4 separate regions of the Mus musculus genome follow, and regions 2, 3 and 4 are each linked to region 1. A link is a contact called in public HiChIP or PLAC-seq and promoter capture Hi-C data. All regions are on one chromosome and are shown on one strand. Each heading gives the region's core, a stretch centred on a gene start, on an enhancer-like site or on the middle of the called end of the contact. The rest is flanking DNA. Distances are from core to core; before and after follow the strand shown. Region 1 holds the start of Tma16 (translation machinery associated 16). Region 2 holds the start of Zfp930 (zinc finger protein 930). Region 3 holds the start of Csgalnact1 (chondroitin sulfate N-acetylgalactosaminyltransferase 1). Region 4 holds the start of Ints10 (integrator complex subunit 10).

Region 1 (4,909 bases), core at 1,251-3,750:
GCAGGACACTAGCGAGACTGACACTCACCTTTCCTTCTTGTCTTGTTTGTGAGACTCTCTTGTAATCTGAGCTGCTTTTCTACTGTACGGATGGATGACTTTTTTTTCTCGTCCTACCATTTTTCCTTTTAGTCCTTTAGGCTAAAAGACAGGATACATATTGTCAGTTATGTTAAGCAACTATAGTTACAGAGATGTCACAATAGGAATCAGGCCACAGGCCAAACATTTTACTAACTCCAATGGTCTTTTGTTTCCCCATGATCATAACAGAAATGATCTATTCCACAATCTCCAAAGGCAGTAGACCAACAGAAACCAATAGAGTCAACACCGCTCAGTGACTCAGCCATGCCAGCTTAAAGTAGTTCTGACAACAGAGGGAGAAGACTCGTGGCTGGGAATGCTGGCTACAGTTAAGGATGTCTCTAATGTTACAGAGAGCAGAAGTGTAACAGGTATTTCACTGTGGCCCATGAAAAGAGAGTGGGGCAAAGGCACATGCAAAGTCCAAGTTGACCAAACTCAGCTGGTTCCAACCAACACCCCATAAACTATAAAGGCCACTTCAAAATCAGCACACCTAGAAGCAAACAAACCACTTCCCCACCCGAGCCTTACCAGTTAAAGCTTTCAGAATCCATTCCTCAAAGGCATTATATTTAAGGGGTTTCTTTTTGGTTTTTTGTTTTTGTTTTGTTTTTTGCTATGCAATCCTGTATTTTGGCCCATCTATATTATTTAAAGAGTCAGAATTGACTTTCTATAAGAGAAACCAAAAATAAAAATGGCTTAACCTAAATAGTTTTAGTCTCTTCTGGTTCACTTAAGGAGGCAGGCGCCCCCTACCCCGTTAGCCCATAATCTCCCAGACAGTCTGCAAGGGCTTAAAACCTGCCCTCCACTCTAGCCCTGAGTGGAAAAGAAACCTCAGGAAAGTTGTCCTACACCCTTTGCCCAAGTTCTACTGACCAAAACCTACTGTTACATAAAATAGATGAATATATATAATTTTTAATCTCTGAGAAAAAAAAAGACTATTAGGGAACAGGTGGTCCCTAATATTCCTCTTCAATAGTCACTCCTCTAAAGGCCAAATAGCTCTTGAAGCTTTTTCAAACCTGTCAGTTACCTTTATTCAACCCATACAATCAGGCCTAGGTTGCTCTATTGTTAGACCCCTTTACAAAGAAGTCGAAAAAATCTGTCTACAGTGTTAATCCAGTATAGAGTTTCTTTCCCTATTGAAAGAGATCAGCTTGGTTCTAAGCTTTAGCACAGAAAGCCATCTCTTCCAACTTTCTTCTCCAGCATTTCCTTCACACAGCTCCTTCTCCCCATTCTTACTGAAGATCACTATTCCAGAATAAACCACACTGCAACTTGAGACTACACTTGTTATCTCTGTCTGTAATTCTTTCCTTCCCTTTTCCTTTGCTAAGACAAAGCTCGAAATAATCTCAAAAAAACTCTCCAAATAATTAAAATGTTCATCAATTCCTCATTCACACAATTCTCTTAGACATTGGTCATTTTTTCATTAATCTGATGAGAGAAGGCACGTCTAAGTCTGAAACCCATCTGAGGTTGGCTATGAATAAAAAAATAATAATCTTAAAGCCGTAAGAACACACACATGGAGGATAGTGGGGCAAATGAGAAACGAGATTAAACATCAAACATACACATGGCGAAAACAGATTCTCACAAATTGTTCTCCGATATCCACACGTACATAAAATCAGTTATAAACATAAATTCGGCCAGGCGGTGGTGGCGCACCCCTTTATTCCCAGCACTTGGGAGGCAGAGGCAGGCGGATTTCTGACTTTGAGGCCAGCCTGGTCTACAAAGTGAGTTCCAGGACAGCCAGGGCTATACAGAGAAACCCTGTCTCGAAAGAAAAAAAAAAAAAACATAAATTCGGATACTGTGAATGAGCTCTTTATATCGCTATACATAAACCGTTTATAACACTCTTAACTACTGTCTTAAAATGCAAACAAAACAGCATTGTTGCCCGGTAGGAATGGGAGTTGTAGAGGCAGGACTAAAGTCAGAACAGAAGGGCTGCGGGCCGATGCACCTCGTGGGTGGCTGTGACCCTGGGCAGGGGAGACCTGCACTTGCCCCAGGGCAGAGGTGGGTGGATCCACAAAGCGGTATTAGTTAAGGCCCTCAGGAAAATGAGAAACCGGGAGACGTGGACAACGCCACCCAGAGCGAGTTGAGAACGCGCTGGAGCACTCCGATCCTGGGGCAGCACCGGGGGCCCACCACCGCCCCACGCAGCCACTCCGAGTCCCGGCTTCTCCCGGGTCCGAGCTTGTACTCCCCGGCCGCCCGACCAGAGCCTCCCGGAGAACCTAAGGGGCCGCTCACCATGGCGATGTCTTGGCCACCGAGGCCGGGCGATGTCCCGATGCGACAATTTCACAGAGGGCAGCGCAGCCGCTCTCAAGTCCGCTTCTTCCCTAACACACGTGGGCCCCGGGGGAAACAAATAGGGGCGGACAGGAAGGGGAGGAGCTGGTGCTTTCTCTAAAGCGTCCCTAGAAACTGAGACGTAATGTTTTTCCGCCCGCCTTGTTTTACAGCCCGGGAGCCACACAAAGGCGGGGAGAGTAGAGAGAGAGAGAGAGTCGAGCTCAGAGAACAGAAGTCTGTCTGTCTTCTGTTTCTGACTGAAAGGCCGGCCTTGAGTATCGGCCAGAAGGCAGCTCTCCATGGGCGAGCAACTTGTTAGGAGATAGCATTACCTCACCTAGAGGTGCCCATCTCCCAGAATGGTGTAAATTCAGCCTTCACTTTTCCTTTGATTTTCTCTACCATTTTCTTTCTATATCTAAAGCCTGTCTCTCCGGCCTTGTTATTCCGTTTTTGAACAGCATGGTAAAATTTGATAGAAAGTCTTACGTAGTAATTATTAATCAAATGCCTAGTACATGCTACGCATTGAAGGTACTTTGACAGTTTCCCTACTTTCTTTTTTGTATAATTTCTATCTGTAGTGGGACATAAAGAAGTTAGTATTTCAAATACTATTATAATATAAATTATTACCATAGACTAAGTGGATTTAACATACACAAAAAAGGGGAGGAGATGAAGGATCAGGAGGAGAAGGGATGGGAGAAGAGGAGATGTATGGGGGAGTGTTAGGAGAGGGATATGGGAGAAAGGGGGGGCGAGGAAGAGGATGACAATGAATGGATTCCTTGGACCCTATCAGACAACTCTGAAATAAAACTAGAATCCAACAGCAAGAGAAACTACAGGACTTAAAACAAATACTTGGACACGTAATGGTACAATTTTAAATGTACAGTGGGTCACTGAAGAAATCAAGGAGAAAATTCTTAGAAACAAATGAAAATCATAGGCACTCTACGAGCTAGCTAAAGCATCCTAACAGGAAAGTGAGTATTTACAATAAAGCAAAATGAGAGTTTCCAAGTGAAGTAATAATTCATCTTAAGGTTCTAGAAATAAGAAGTCACTCCCAAACCCAATCACTGGATAAATAAATAAATTCATCAATCGATCACTATTAAAGCGGGACCTAATGAAATAGAGACCAAAAAAACCCTCAATACATAGGAATAGCTAAAGCAATCGTTTTTGTTAAAGGACAACTGTTAGTATTTTGTCTAAGCTCCACAACACAGTTATCTGGCAACAGCCAGGTAGGTTCTGCCCCCCCAGTTACCTGGCGTGGTCCCTCAGGGGGAAGGGCTGTGGGCCCACGGAGGCATCCCCTTCCCCATGCCTGACTACACCTCCACAGAATATATCCCCCCTTTATCTTTTTATAAACACATCAATAACAAGACTGATTAAACCCCTAGCCAAACTAGCAAAAGAAATCCCAAATTAATAAAAGTAAAGGTGAAAGCAGGAATTGTAACAACAGACTCCAGTGAAATTCAGATAATCTATAGAATACTTGGAAAATTTTATTTCAAAATGCTGATAAACATCAAAGTATTTGATGTATTTCTAAACATGTATGACACACCAAGATCCCTGAAAATATAATACAGTAAATGTGTTCATTATATGTAATAAGATTAAAAGCAATAATTAAAAGTCTCATCCAAAGAAATGTCTAGAATCAGATGGACTCATGGCTGAATTCTACCAAACTTTTTTTTTTTTTTTTTTTTTTTTTCTGAGACAGGGTTTCTCTGTGTAGCCCTGGCTGTCCTGGAACTCACTTTGTAGACCAGGCTGGCCTTGAACTCAGAGATCCTCCTACCTCTGCCTCTCAAGTGCTGGGATTAAAGGCGTGCACCACCACTGTCCTGCCCAAAATTTTAAGAAAGTCCTGATACTAACACTTCTTAAATCATTTCTCAAAGTAGAAAATGAAGGAGTACCTAGTTTATTCTATGAAAGCAGTATTATCTTGAATAAGCTCAGATAAAGACATAGCAGTTACAGACTAATTTTCCTGATGAACAAAGCTGCAAAAAAATTGTGAACAAAATAATTGCAAACCAAACACAATTAAAATACATTACATAATTTAAATGTATTCAAAATATATAGTATTTTCAAAAATACATTATCATACACCTAACCAATTAGGCAAATTGATGAATATAATACGCTATACAAATAAACTAAAAGACAGAAATAAGATCGCTGGATTTTAAACTGAGGATTTGCAGCCAAGGTGACTATTTAACATAACAAAGCAGACCTGGCCTTCAGCGTTCTCCCAGAATTCCTCAGTCCCTACCATTTCAGGGTATGGCTGACACACCTCACTCTCTACCCTGAAATTTCCAGCCCAGGGGCTAGGCTGTTCTTCCTCCAGAAGTTCTTCCCTATATAATCCAGACATTTTAATTTCTCCCACCCACTGTCTCCTCTCTCCCTGCCCCTTCCCCTCATCATCTTCTTT
Region 2 (4,950 bases), core at 2,134-4,633, 2.7 Mb after region 1:
ACTCTCCCAATTCCCCCATGCTCCTTTTCCTCTATTATTTAGTTTTGTTCTTCTTTCCTTGTGTGTGTGTGTGTGTTTGTGTGTGAGTGTTATATAGCACAGGCTTTCCTCAAAATTACAGTAATTTTTCTGCCTCTGTGACCTGCTTGCTGGGATTAAAGGAATGCAAAACCACACCAAGCTTGAAAAAAATAAGCTTTATGGTGCCAGGTGTCTCCCCTCACCCCTTCCTCTTTTTCTTCATTTTAAGAAAAAGTATTTCACTTGTATTTCATGTATATGGGAGTTTTGCCTGTTTATGTGACTTTGCCTCATTCCTGCTTGGTGAATTTATGGCTGCCTAGGAGGTGAACAGATTTTTTCAGATTCCTTGAAGCTGGAGTTAGGGATAGATGTGAGCTGCTGAGTGTGCTGGGAAGGAAACCTGGGTGCCCTCAGAAAATCGGCAGTGTTCTCAACTGCTCGTGTATTTTCCCATCCCTAGGTTTCTAATCTTTATAATACTTGCTGTCCAAGACAGCCTAGGTCATTAGAGGGGTTAGACTCCCACTGTTCATTAAACAGTTCAATTCATCTGTAAGTCAGAGAATCTGCCTGAGGCAGGAATACGCTCCCTAGTTGGCCACTTAATGCAATGTAATCATTCCTGAAACTATATACACACAATAAACAACAAACAAACAAACAACAACAACAACAACAGACTCAGCAGGTTGTAGTCATATATTAAGAGTGTACTTACTCATGCATGACAAGGAAGAATTTGGGAAGGGAAGGAGGGAGGACAAGGAAGGGTGTATGAGATGCAATATATTTCAATGAACAAGTACAAAAGTAAACCTTAAATTCAAAGAAGAGGGGCTGGAGAGTTGGCTCAGCAGATAAGAGCACTGAGTGCTGTCCAGAGGACCCAGGTTCCATTTCCGTAACACATGGTAGCTAACAATGTGCTGTGACTCCAATGGTTGGTATCTTCTGCCCTCTTCTGGATGCTGCCGGTACTGCGTACAGACACAACTAGGCAGATACCCAGGTAACTAAAATATAAAATAAAGGGTAGAAAAAGAAGGATTAAACCTGGATCCTCTAGAAGAGCAGCCACCTCTCTAAACTGTTGAGCCATCTCTCCAGTGCCTTGACGTGCTATTTCAGTGATGTGGATACCAATTAATGTCTAAAATCTCTCCCCATTCATTTATGAAGAAAAATACTCAACATACTCTTTGGTGTTGTCACAGTCCTAAGACAGACAGCAGCTAGGGTTAGTTAAAATGAACTCTTTCTGGTCCTGCATGGAAGCAGCTGTGGCCTTCCTCTGAGCCAGCCTGCTCAGAGGCAAAAGCATAGAATGCTCTTCTGAGCATAGAATAGCTCAGCATAGCTGTTCATCTAAGTACGTCTACTGTGCAAATAGGTGACTTTTCCTGTATGTTTGCGAGAATTGTTGCATTGATATATCTGCCTTTAAGAGCATACATCATAATTAATAGGTAGTATTGGCCATAATTAACAGGTAGTATTGGCTCCTAAGTAAGCTACATTCACAGTGTCATTTACTTGTGAGGAACCTACCTGACTTCAGTTTGAAGGCAGGAGCCATTATGCTGTATTGCTCAAAATACCCCATTTACTGATTTGCTCTATTTAAGTCTTTTTCTTGGAGCCTGATCTGCTTGACCCCTGGCCTCTTCATATTTCTGAGAACATCCTGAACATACCTGACCCTCTATGGTGACCACATTTTTGTTCCTTTGGTTGTTTATTCCTGTATTTTCTTATTGTCTCATTGTCTGTTTTCTGTAAACCTGTTTGGCAGAAGCTTGTGATTTTACTACTTAAAAGAGGCACTAGAAGTGGATTCAGGTCTGGTTTCCTTACAGCACTTAGGATCCAGTTGATGGCCAGCTCTTAGGTGGTTCAAGTTGTCTCAAAATCGTGGTAGTGGTCTTATTCTCCCTGGGTTCAATTAACATATGAGTTTCAATTATGACCTTGAGGTACAAGATGAACGTGCCAGAGACATTTCCTTCTGTCTTTTAAAATAAATTGTATATGTTCCTGTCCAACGCTGAGCTAAGAACACCACCAAATCAGGCAGAACTCTACGCGAATGTGTCCAGGCTCTCTAAAGAAAACCCCCATGCTTCCTGTCTTTTATTTTTGTTAAATGATTTCCCTGCTTTCTGCTGGTAAGAAATATTTCCAAGTTTTTCTGTCTTGTCTGTTATGATGGCTATTCTTGGTAGACAAACTGACTACAAATTAACTAAGACCCAAAAAGTTGCATATACCTGTGAGAGATTTTTCTTAATTAAAACTTATGAAGTGGGAAGACGCTTCTGGGTCTTTTGAGGCGATAAGATCCACCTTTAATCTGGGCCACACCTTCTGGTGACAGTCCACATAAATAGAGAAGAAAGAAGCTCTCTCTCTCTCTCTTTCTCTCTCTCTCTCTCTCTGCCCTATCTTTGGTTAGCAAGTTCATTCCTTTAGAGCCTCCTTCTTTGAAAATGTGGTATACAGTGAAGCCCAGCTTAGACACGCAGCCTCATGGACTGAACTACTGGATTCTTCCAATTTTAGTTGCTAGACAGCACTTGTTGGTCTAGCTGGACCACAGCCTGCGAGCCGTTTTAATAAATCCCCTTTCTACATACAGAGAGGGAAAGAGACGCTCATTTTTATCATTTCTGTTCATCTAGAGAACCTTGACTAATACAGCTGCGTTTTCTCACCTTAACTCAGAAAAATGTTAGGAATAGTGTTCATAAACAACATTCTTCCTCGAACCATTTCTTTCTAATTATTCAAGTTACCGTGGAGACTACACTTATCATTAGTGTTAATTTGTCAAGAGATAGACCTGAATTTCAGGAAGAAAACTCCTATAGGGATGGATCCACCATCCAGCCTTCTTGTGGGAGAAACACATTTCATTGTGTTTGTGATGTGGTTCCAGGTTTTCTCTCAGGATTGTCCAGTGTACCTTTGCCAGCCAGGTAGAACGTAGCTGTAGCTCACCTGACCTCACCGTGAACCCACAGAACAAACATTTGTTTTCTAAAATCTCCTTAATTATTAATATCGTGGGCACCCTTCCACTTGTGGGACAGGAGAAACACTCCACTCCACATTTTGTAATGTGCTATTTAAACTAGCTACCTTGTGTCAAGGAGGAAAAGGGGAAAGTGCCTACCACGCAAGGAAAGATAGAAGTGAAGCTACCTCAGGTCAAGAGCAAGGACTCCTGAAATGCAAATATCTGCAACAGGAAATACTGTTCTGTGCTGTTCCTTAAACTCCAACGCCAAAGGAGGGACTCTTGTCACTCAGGCCTCATCAGCCAATGAGAACCTGCAGTCGGAGCGTCATCGGGGAGGCGGGCTCTTCCGGGCGCCAGGCTCCAGGCTCCGTTCCGAAGCTGGGAAAATGCAAGCGGTTCTTTGCGTGTAACAGGATCTGTGAGGGGTGCACGCGAGCTTGGAAGCCACGCTATGGTGAGCAAGGGACCGCAGTCTTGGGAGAAGTGGGCTGCTGAGCCTCGGCATCCCTTTTGGTAGGCTACCCTTGGACTGGATGGAAGCTAGTGGGCCAGATGTGGAGTTGTATGAAGTCCCATGCGGTCTCTGTAGTTCCCTGTACCAAAGTGGTGACCTCTGAAGAACTTCACCCTGTGGGCAGCGTCTGTGTAGAGCTTTGGGGACATGGTGTGTGCGTAGAAACATCTTTGTAGCCAACATCACCGTGCTTCTTGTGCATCAGAGGACGGCAGGTTGCCGTTTTAGTTTAGCTAGCATCTCTAGAATTTCTGTTCTTCGGATTTCACATTTGGAGTTAATTTTGTGGGTATTGTGCATGGAATCTTATGTGTTGGTAGCACTCCACTATTTTGCTGAGATGATAATGCAAAGGATTTACCAATGCTTCGGAGAGAATAAGTCACACAGAGTAGAGTTTAGCTAAAGGTGGGCTGCCTCTGAAACACCCAAAGATATAGTGTATTAATGAGGTCTGTAAGAGATGAAGTGCTAGATACGCATGTTTGTTCACCAGGATTGTCTAGACATTTGGCTCCAACCATAAGGAAGGAGACAACCCTGATCTTAAACAGCCGCTAGACCGATGCCCTTAAGAAGTGGCAGGAGACCAAGAAGCTGCTCAAAGGAGCAGGTAGGGTCATGTAACCAACATTAAGGCCTGGTGTGCCATAAAAGTCCTGTTTTCTTCTTAGGCAGTGGCTGCTTTCTATGGATCCTCTTATATAGATGCAGCCAGTTGTCCTTTTGTTAGCAAGCCAGACAGCAGTATGGTCTTCACTGTAGCAGCATCAAGATCTCGGCCTGCCTGCTGTGGGCCTCTGCGTTTATTAGTTATAAGGAGCCGTCACATCATTACTACATTATCTGCTACACACAGCGCTGACCTGAGCTGGAGAGCTGACCTGAGCTAGCTGCTCCTCAGCTTAACACCCAGCTCAGTCCTCTTCTAACTTCTTAGTGTGCTCTCTATGATTTCCCACCCCAGCTTTTATCTTTTCTCCTTTATACTTTTATAATCTTTCTCAGTCTGGCATATTCACCTAGGGACCCTGACACTGAAGAATGGTCTACTGTTCCAGGATACTGGTGTACTTAAGAAATAGTCCTGGGAATACTTTGTTGTGTAAGCCTCTCTTCTGCCTAAGTAACCACTTAGCAACTTAAAATTGGACTCTCCTGTCTCTATGTGAATTGTTCAGCGTGTAACCTGGGGCCTGACGCAGCATATGTAGGATGGAAAATGTGTCCTAGGCTGGCTCCTCTTTGAGCACCAGCCAGTGCTGTATGCATGCTATTCTTCAAGAATTTTTCTTCATTAATACCTTACGTTCATCAAGTTATTTCTCTCTGGGCAGACACATTAATTCTAGAACACCTGTACCTCCTGCAGAAAAATGTTTCTGAGGCTCTG
Region 3 (4,947 bases), core at 1,760-4,259, 2.2 Mb after region 1:
AGAAGAAGAAGGGGAGAGGGTAGGGAAGGGAGGAGCTCCAACTCGCTATATAAAAAAGGCAATTCATATTATTTTAGTCCTACAAGTATCCGTTTAGAAGAAAAAGCTATTTAAAATACATTGAAAGATTAAGTGAAAAAAATCCACCAAAAACAGATGGACAAACACACACACACACAGAAAGAGAGAGAGAGAGAGAGAGAGAGAGAGAGAGAACATTAAATTCTACATCTGAATTGTATATTTATTTCCTAAATTTAAAAAAACCTCCATATTTGAATATTATAATATAAAAAGTTTTTAAAAAAGCCAAATTTTTAAGTCTCTAAAGTTATGTTTTAAACCACATTGATTCCATCAAAGAGGGGGCTTTCACTGATCTCCAGGCCTTTTATAGTCCTTTTTATATGCACGTCCTTCTCTGATGAAGAACGTTCAAGTTCTTTGCTACTGAAAGGACAGAAGGATGGGAACATATGACAGCCCAGGGTAATCCAGTGTACCAAGGAGGCCCCTAGTGGCAGAGCCACTACTCTGAGACCTCAGCTATTACAAGTTTTATAAGACCACTTTATCATGAGGCCCAAATCAATAGGTAATAAAGTCTACCTGAGCTCAGCCTCTTTAGTACCTCTGTTAGCCTTAATATATGGTAGGGCTATAATTTACAGTCCCAAGGTCCCTTCATCAGGAGTACACGAAGAAGGATGTGAGCTGAAGAATAACTTCATTGCACTGTAAGCTTCAAATCAGTAAAGGTGTAGGAAGTCCTTGCTGCTTGCCATTGAATGGCACAGGGTAAGCAAGAAAGGCAACAGCCACTCACAGCTTACTGTTTCTTCTTTGGGTGTGGCATCATCTTATTTAGCACAGAGCTGGGAAACAGGGAGACTGGGAAGTCCACTTCATCATCCCTAATCCTGATGATGGATTCTCAACCCAAAGAAACCCATGAAGCACTGCCTACTACCATTCTCGAGAGAGCCAACATCCAAGCAGGGAATATTATACAGGAAATCCGATGGTCTTCAGTGGTAATGACCTCATGGATGGATGCATAGATGGAGCATGAATCAACAAGCAAAAGATCACATAAAAGAAGGAATTATTATTGTTAATGCTTTAAGTGTCAAAGCATATCTAAAAGTATTTAAGAGAGGCAAAGGATAGCATTTGGGAGGGGTCTACTGTATCTCTGGGTGCTTAGAAAAGAATGTTATTTCACTCTGTCAAGTATTGTTATCAAATGAAGAATCTTGAAACCATTTAATATGTGACTGGCCCTGGGTCATGCAGCTAAAAAGTAGGATGAACCTCTTGGATGCCAGTTCTCCGAAACAGCAAACACAATCTCACAATGATGTAAATGGGTGAATCTAAACAATGGATATTTTTTTTCTTTGAAGCTCGCTAATATGGCTTGCAACTAGATATAGGAGATCTGAGACAAGAAGATGGAGAGAAATTAAAGTAATATCTCGTAATTTGGAGTGACAGCAGGTGTGTCCCAATCTGCAAAGTTCAAGCTTGACAATTACACCGTGCTAATTATTCAGACACTAATCACACAAGAAAACCTCAGTGCTTTAAGTACGTTCATGATTTTGTCTTAGGCTGTTTTAATAGCTGTTCTTCACCCTACGAAGCTCACTTCCTGAGCTCACCCTAGTGAAGCACATTGGACACATCCATTAGGTAGTTGATTCAATGCAGAGGAGTGATCATATATGTATTAGGTTCCTACAATGGGAATTGCCCATCTCATATTTTCTGGAAGCTCAACACATAATCCCTCTGTTACAGCAATCCCTCTTCTGTGTGTTCAGGTGACCTTTTATGCCTAGAGAACCAGTTACTCTCTGCCTTACACTTCTGTTTCCAAGTTTGTTAGACTTCTCTCCACGCAGCAGAACCCATAGTTTATTAATGCTCAAGGACCATAATAATTGGAGCTCTCTTGAACAAAAAGTGTCAACACAATCCAATAAACCCCGTGGAATTGCTAGGGTTTACTAGATATTTAAATTCTTTATAAATATAGAATCGTAGTTAGTTGTCTTTAATGACATTTAAGTCAAAACTGTGCCAAGTCGTTGCAATCTGAATAAAAAATGGATTTTGCAAAATACAGCCATCCGATCATTCATTACTACTTCATTTTTAGCGTCCACTGAGGATATGTACAATAGTGTTAACGTCTTTTCCTCCATAACTTCAGAATCACTGACGACAGGGGTACAGGTGCAGGAAGTGTGGCGGAAACAAACAACTTTGCCTTCGCCCAGCACAGCTTTCCTTTTCCTCCAGCCCTCGGAATGCCCCACTGCACCCCTAGACCATTCCCTGGAAGAGCTTCTCCCCGCCCCTGGCACATACAACTGCATGCAGTCACATGCAGATGTGAAGACCCTTGGGATCCAGAGAGTCACCATCGCGGCGGCACAATGCAGGGGAGCGTGCTGCCCACGGGCCACCCTCTTCATCACAGCAAATACAATCCAAAAACAGCAAACTAGAGGCACCCGCACATATGCCAAGGCTACTTTGAAGTGGGGTTTCTGGAGAGTAAGCCAACAGCTGGGGGCTCAATTACCGCTGAAGAAGCTGAGCTGGCCGTGGGGTGCGGCACGGGACCCTCGCGCGTCCACCTAGAGACACCGATCCCTCCACGCGCCTCGCAAGGGCTACAGAGGGCAGTGATTCCGGAGTCCTCAGCCCTAGGACAGCAGTGGTCTCTGGAAGCCAGCGGTGCAGGCGTCCTCCCGGCTGACAGAGAGCCACCCTGAGGTCGAGGTCGGGGGCAGTGGCGCGGACTGGAAAACGGCAGCGACACGCCCGCACATAGCGGGCCACACCCGTCCAGCCCTCAGGGTAGGGACCCCGACTTACCCCAGGCAACACTGCAGACAGCGGAGCCGGATCCCTCGGCTACGCTGCTCCCCTGCTGCCGCTGAACTTTCCCTCCTGCGAGGCGGCCCTGGGCTCGGCTCCACCTCCAGTTCCAACAGCCGCTGAGCCTCCAGGGACCCGGAGCAGTAGGGGGAGGGGGAAAGCGGGGAGCGCGGGCTGAACAGCGGCCAAGCACAGCGCCGGCCTCCGAGTGGGAGCCCGAGGAGCCGAGAGCTGAGAGGTGGGGGTAGCGTGGGCCTCAGGGCTGGGGTCGTGTATGGCTGCAGTCATCTAATTCCTCCAGGGCCAGTCTGCAGTGCGTCCCCGCTCCAGGTCCGAGCAGAGCAGGGTGCCCTGGTTGAGAGACTGTCACTGCAGGGAGCATGAGTGGAGAGCAGGGTCTCCTGTACCGTAGAGACTTCAAGTGTGATTGATCACCAACATCAGAGAAGTTGGCGATAGAGACTAGGGCACTGTTGGAAGTTGCGCCCCAACAGAGAGGGGGCATCTATCCTACAAGTTCGTCCCCACTCCCCAACTCATCCCCGAGGCATTTGCGCTGCTAGGACTGTCCTAATGGCTTGCCTCCAAAACTTCTTACACTCTACTTGAGAGAATTAATAAGATAGTCACTGTTTTGGGTGCCCTGAGTTGTAGTAATAAGGCCTTCAGTAAGAAGCTTTTATTTACAAAAGATCAGAAACCCCTTTAACCCTTCAGCCCCAACTGTGGCTAAGCGATGTCTGTAAGGACCTCTAGCGGCCACATCCCTACATCAACTCAGCTGAGATTCGTGGAAAAATAGAAGAATCCGTGTTTGCCAAATCACAAAACATACAGTGTAATTTTTCTAGCTGCATCAAAGTACTGCATGATAGGAAGATAACAAAGAGTTAACACTGCATAGATATGCACGTACATATGTGGACATCAGTTATTTCTCACAGATTAGCTCCTAGCATCCTCAAAAGGCAATCATATGGCAATTTCCATTTGCAGATGGACGTCACTAGGTGGAAGTCAGGGTTTTTTGATTTCACACTTAGTAGGTAGTCGGGCAACTTCTTCAGAGCTTTTGTCCTAACTGCCACTAAAGCATTCCTGTCTTCATCTACTGATAGGTTCTTCTAGTTCTGATTGCTTTCACCTACTGAAGTAGCTCTCATCTCTTTACTCAATGGTGTCTCCAGAATCATGTAATAAAGTTATACATAGGTTTTAGTTTGGAAAAATGGGCTAGAAATTCTGAGTATGCCATGGCCCCAGCACAGACATGCCCTGCAGGCTATGTGAAAGATAGAGAACATACTTTATATCTTGCGTGCGCCCGACTCAACCAGCAAGAATGACGCTGCAACAGGATCCTTCTGCACACGTTTATTGGGAGAGCTTGATTGCAGAAGCAAAGAGACCCCAAGCCCAGAACTTGTGCTGCTTATATAGGCCTAGGAGAGGCGTGTCTCACACCCAGATTGGTTATGCACTATACCTCATTTGCATGTTCCTCATCTGATTGGTTACTCTCTCTTAGTACCTCACAGAGTCTCATTATCATACCTCATTTGCATGTCTCACATCTGATTGGCTATACTCTCAAAACCTCATTATCATGCCCGGGCCAGGCAGTATCTTGGCAAAAAACTTTACTGCATATGTACACATTGGTTGTTTGTCCAAACTTATGCATGGTGGCCAGCAGTAGCCAGCGCCACTCTGCAACGGCACATGTGGCTTCCCACATTTATAGATACAATAATCTCTATTACTCTAAATAGAATAAAGAAGGGGACCACTTAAGGGTCGACTGTGGTTCCTTTATGGGTGTTTAGCATGTGGAGGTGCATCAGGTCACCACTTTCGAACGTCTCCCACTTGGATATTGGCTCTGGGGTATTGCAGGAGATACCAACGCATATGCCAGTGTGTCACTGCATGCCAATTGAAAGCCAGTTTTCCGGGACCGGTGTCCTTCTGTTTTTAATAGCTTCAATAGTATATGAAAAATAATTGAATTGAGAAAGTGATAACGCAATTAAACTAAGTAACAGCATCATTAAG
Region 4 (4,816 bases), core at 1,384-3,883, 2.3 Mb after region 1:
TTCAGCACTACTGCCTTTGGTGCTCCTTGTAGTATGTCCCATTAAAACCCAGTCAAAGTGTTCAACTGCTTTTCTAGTCCAAAGTTCGAACATTCCACCAACACGCAGTATGGTCAAGCCTGTCACAGCAATACCCAACTCCTGGCACCAACTTCTGTCTTAGTGTTCTATTGCTGTGAAGAGACACCAATGCCAAGGCCAACTCTTATAAAGGAAACATTTTAATTAGGGCTGGCTTACAGTTTCAGAGGTTTAGTCCACTGCCATCATGGCAAGGAGTATGGCAGCATGTAGATAAGCTGCTCAAGAAGTAGCTGAAAGTTCTACATCCTGATCTGCAGGCAGCAGGAAGAGTGAGACTCCAGCCAATGACACACCTCCTTCAAGAGGACCACACCCCCTAATTTTTTTCAAATAGTTCCATTCCCTGGTGACCAAGGATTCAAACCAATGAGCCTGTGGGGACCATTCTCATTCAAACCACCTGTGAATTTTCAGAACTCCTATTCCCTCTTTGGTCTCTCTCTCTCTCAGATTTATTTATTATTCTATGTAAGTATACTATAGTTGTCTTTAGACACACCAGGAGAGGGCACAGATCTCATTACGGATGGTTGTGAGCCACCATGTGGTTGCTGGGATTTGAACTCAGGACCTTCAGAAGAGCAGTCAGTGCTCTTAACTGTTGAGCCATCTTTCCAGCCCCTTTGGTTTCTCTTTTTTGTTCTTTGCCTTGTTTAGTCTGACACTGCCTACATAAACCAGGGTGGCTGAGCCATCTTTCCAGCCTCTTTGGTTTCTCTTTCTGTTCTTTGCCTTGGTTAGCCTGACACTGCCTAAATAAACCAGGGTGGCCTTGAAGTGACAGAGGTCCACCTGCCTCTGTTCCAAGTACTGGTATAAAAGGTTTGAGCCACTATGGCCAGCTAAATTTTCAGACTTCCTTTAAAAATTCAGGATAACCAAACTTGAGTTTGACATTTTTTGGTGTTTTACCTAAAACGACACCCCTCTGTCTCTGCACTTTTTGAATCAGCACACTAATTCACCACAAATTTTTACTACTTGTTTATAAATTATTCATTAGCAAGCCTGTATTTTTACATTTCTATAAATAAGATCGATATAAAACAATAAAGGAACTTAAAAGAAAGTTCATTCAAAGCTTAATATGAATGAGATGGTTTGGCCAGGTCTCACCTTGCCTTGGATGATATGTTCACGGTAGGGAAGCCACCTGAGCTTCTAGGATCACAGAACAAAAGAGAGCAACAGATCAATGCATTTGCCAGCATAGACATCGGGTAGCTGGGCTAGAGAAAGGTTGGGAAACCTCTTCCATAAAGACCAGGTATTATTTCATTCTTAACTTGAAGGTTACTGGAGCTTCAAGTCTTCCAGGCTTAAAGATCCCTCCTAAAAAGCTTATCTGGAAGAAGACAGTTAGGTCAGATATCAGAGATGATGTAGATGTTTATTGCCCCAAATAGTTTTGTTTCGTAGCCTATGTCCCTTCTCTTCACAAATAATCTTTGACATAAACAAAGCTTCATCCAAGAACTGCAATTCACTATTGTAATGTTTATATTCATATTTATTTTTAATATCTGTATTTTTTACTTAAATAAGTAAATTCCTAATTTCTTTGTTAAAGAAAAAAAAATTAATCAGAACAGGCACATGTCCTTAATTCCAGCACTTTGGAGATGGAAGTCAGGAATCAGGAGTTTAAGATCATCCTCGTATACTTGCCAAGTTTAAGGTCAGCTTGGGCCATGACCGAATGTCTCAAAGGAAAAAAGAAAAGAAAACCAGCTCTGAATTCTTCGATGTCCTGGTTTTAAGTGGCAAATGATGGCTACAGTTGATAGGAACTATATACAAACACCTATAAGAAATATATATATATACATGCACTTAGACGGAAAACCAAAGCTAGCAATTCACTTTCCGGACACTTCCAATTCAATAAATGAATATTGCCTTGTCAACAGAACAGGGGGACTGTTTTGTTATTGTGGTTGTTCAAATGCAAAACCAAAGCCAGGATTTCGGTACCGATTTATACTGCAGCTATTTTCCATTGTTCAAATGATCAAAGTTTTTTTGTTTTTTTTTTGTTTTTTTGTTTTTTTTTGTTTTTGTTTTTGTTTTTTTTTTTAACTCTTGCAGAGCAGGTGGTTCGGACATCCAGCCGAGCATCTTCTAAATGCTAATTTTTCCGTATAGGAGAAAAAGAATAAGATTCAGGCGAAATAATGCCTGGGGCAGGGGCAAAGATGTTGGCAAAGCTCAAAAGCAACAGGCGATCCAGGGTCTTTCCGCATGCGAGGGTGGGGTCGTCTTGCACAGTCCAGGCCCAGCCCTCCGCGACACTTCGAAACTACACCTTAACCCTGGGCACCAGGTTTATTTACACCGAAGGACCGCCGCTCCGTGTCTGAGCGTGTCGCGGACCTTCAAACCCGGGCTGGAATCAAAGGAGAACGCAAGAACCTGGAGCACAGGGTTGCCGACTCTGACGCTTACTCCCAGGCGGTCAGCGGCGCGCTACCATCGACGGATGGCAATCCGAGTAATGAAAATCCAGGTCTCCGTAGTTTCCATAGGACTCTACAGAACCTCTGCGGCCTGTGGTTGGCTGGTCTCTGGGCATGCGCAGTGGCCACCTGGGGGTTGGCGGCGCCCTAGTGTCGCCTACTGGAAGGGCAAAAACCCGGGACCATGTCGGCCCAGGGCGACTGTGAGTTTCTGGTGCAGCGAGCCCGGGAACTAGTGCCCCAGGACCTGTGGGCAGCCAAGGCATGGCTGATCACGGCCCGCAGCCTCTACCCGGCCGACTTCAACATCCAGGTGAGTCAGACCCGGCGCGTCCGCACGCGCGGAAGAGAGCGTTTGGCCGAGCCCAGTGGCCCTGGGCGCTTTGCGCGGCCGCTGTCCCCCTCCCCACGTTGCTCCTACCCTGCTCCACAGGACAGTTGACCAACCTTTTCCCCAGCACCTGCAAAGGCGGAAACCATACAGTAAATCCGGGTCTGGTTGATCCTGTACAGTGCATCTTTGCCACTAGGGCCCAGGGCATTCATTCATTGATCATGGTAGCAGCCATCTGTTCAGTTGCTGCTTCTTTGGGGACGTTTCTACTCCACTTGATCCTAGAAGCCCTGCAGATGGGGTGAATTCTGGGCCACCAGGCTCTCATTTCCCTTCGTGGGTGTTCTGGGTGAAGGCCCACCTCTGAGCAGTGCTGCAGGTGGGCTGGAGCTGGACCAGCTACCACCGTGGAAGCCGTTGACCCTGTCTGCCTTGTTTCAGTATGAAATGTACACCATCGAACGGAATGCCGAGAGGACTGCCACCGCAGGGAGGTTGCTGTATGACATGTGAGTTAACTGGGATCGTTCTGGGAGCTATTGTTGATATCTGAAGGGGTCCTCTTCAGATATGAACAATTGATAGTAGCAGTCGGGGCTCTGCAAGATCATCCTCTTCCCTGGTACCCAGAATTCAGGCCTTAATTGCCAACAGGCGTTCTACAGAGACGACTTTTTAATTCTTGTATTTTAATCCCCAAATTTGTAGCCAGTGATTTATCATAGGCTCATTACAAACATTCAGACAGCAATTGATAGAATGAAATGTGAAATCCCTTCTAACCCAGAGCTAAGTTTTGTGTGTCTCCATATGTATACATACATACACTGGGTAGCTGATAAAAGCGAGGCCATTCTACCCTGAAGTGTACTTTCATAACCCGCTGTTGTGGACCCTCTGGGTCTAGTCTATAGAGACAACTGATGTTCTTAATGGCCATGTATCATTTTCTGGGTGCATGGTTAATTTCCAATTTATTTATGTTTGGAATGTCAGTGAGTAATTCTGCACCCATATTTTGATGTTTTGTAGCTAAGGGATATGTACAATTCATCATCTATCAAATTACTCTTTAAAAAGGATAGCCTAAATATCTGTTTCCACAAATTATATATATGTATGTATATATATATATATATATATATATATATATATATATATATACATATATATTTATATGTGTATATATATGAATTGGCAGTTTTCCACATTTTTGCCAACCTGTATATGTTCATCTCCTCCACCACCACCACCCCTGTTTTTCCTTTTCTTCCTCATGAGACAGAGGAACCTCACTTTATTGGGCAGGGTAGTGTTGAACTCAGACCCACTTGTTCCTCTTTTCTTAGCTGGGACAGAGGCTATGCCGCCACACCCCACCTGTATCATGGGGAAAATGATATCTTACTATATCATTGTTTCTTTTTTTCCCCCGAGACAGGGTTTCTCTGTATAGCCCTGGCTGTCCTGGAACTCACTCTGTAGACCAGGCTGGCCTCGAACTCAGAAATCCGCCTGCCTCTGCCTCCCGAGTGCTGGGATTAAAGGCGTGCGCCACCACCGCCCGGCTACTATACTGCTGGTGCCCCTCATACGAGTGTCGCTGCGACTGTTCTCTTTGGTTATTTCTGGCCTGTGGTTTACCTTTGTGAGTTTTGTTCTTGTTTTTCTTGTTGTTTTTAATAGAGTGTTATTTTTTTCTGTTGCTGTGACTGATAGAAAGCAGCTCAGAAAGGAAGGGTGTGTCCTGACTCAGGTTTTAAGGATACAGTCCATCCTGGTGGGGAAGGCATAGCAACAGGAGCTGGAGCTGACTGGTCACAGTGTAAACGGGTGAATGCATGAAGGCTCTTGGCTTGCTTTTGTTTTCTCTTTCTGAGACCACGTCTTTTGTGTCCTCTAGATTGCTGTGGGTTCAGATTTATTAAAGTATCTGAGGCCA

What was found. Promoter capture Hi-C pulls out the DNA fragments that hold promoters and counts their contacts. HiChIP or PLAC-seq counts read pairs in DNA pulled down with a chosen protein or histone mark.
Region 2: a promoter capture Hi-C map of pre-B cells shows a contact between it and region 1, with 4 times the contacts expected there. The contact joins the promoter of Zfp930 here to the promoter of Tma16 in region 1. A contact is called at or near these places in 2 of 39 promoter capture datasets (hippocampal neurons and pre-B cells).
Region 3: a contact with region 1 is called in an H3K27ac HiChIP or PLAC-seq map of double positive thymocytes, with 7 times the contacts expected there. The contact joins the promoter of Csgalnact1 here to the promoter of Tma16 in region 1. A contact is called at or near these places in 1 of 39 promoter capture datasets (embryonic stem cells) and 1 of 115 datasets of contacts at active chromatin or transcription factors (double positive thymocytes).
Region 4: a contact with region 1 is called in a promoter capture Hi-C map of the HPC-7 cell line. The contact joins the promoter of Ints10 here to the promoter of Tma16 in region 1. A contact is called at or near these places in 7 of 39 promoter capture datasets (the HPC-7 cell line, cranial neural crest, frontonasal cranial neural crest and 4 more).

Annotation. Positions count from the first base shown.
Region 1 is chr8:66,484,030-66,488,938 of GRCm38.p6, forward strand. Tma16 (translation machinery associated 16) reads right to left here and starts at 2,501. Exons shown (of 7, transcript NM_025465.3): 1 at 2,383-2,501; 2 at 29-141. The coding sequence starts at 2,385.
Region 2 is chr8:69,205,663-69,210,612 of GRCm38.p6, forward strand. It overlaps Zfp930 (zinc finger protein 930), which reads left to right and starts at 3,384. Exons shown (of 4, transcript NM_001013379.2): 1 at 3,384-3,497. The coding sequence starts at 3,495. Gm39188 (a long non-coding RNA gene) reads right to left here and starts at 3,335. Exons shown (of 2, transcript XR_870488.3): 1 at 3,197-3,335; 2 at 714-1,037.
Region 3 is chr8:68,732,137-68,737,083 of GRCm38.p6, forward strand. It overlaps Csgalnact1 (chondroitin sulfate N-acetylgalactosaminyltransferase 1), which reads right to left and starts at 3,010. Exons shown (of 10, transcript NM_172753.5): 1 at 2,890-3,010.
Region 4 is chr8:68,791,296-68,796,111 of GRCm38.p6, forward strand. It overlaps Ints10 (integrator complex subunit 10), which reads left to right and starts at 2,634. Exons shown (of 17, transcript NM_027590.4): 1 at 2,634-2,853; 2 at 3,316-3,383. The coding sequence starts at 2,725.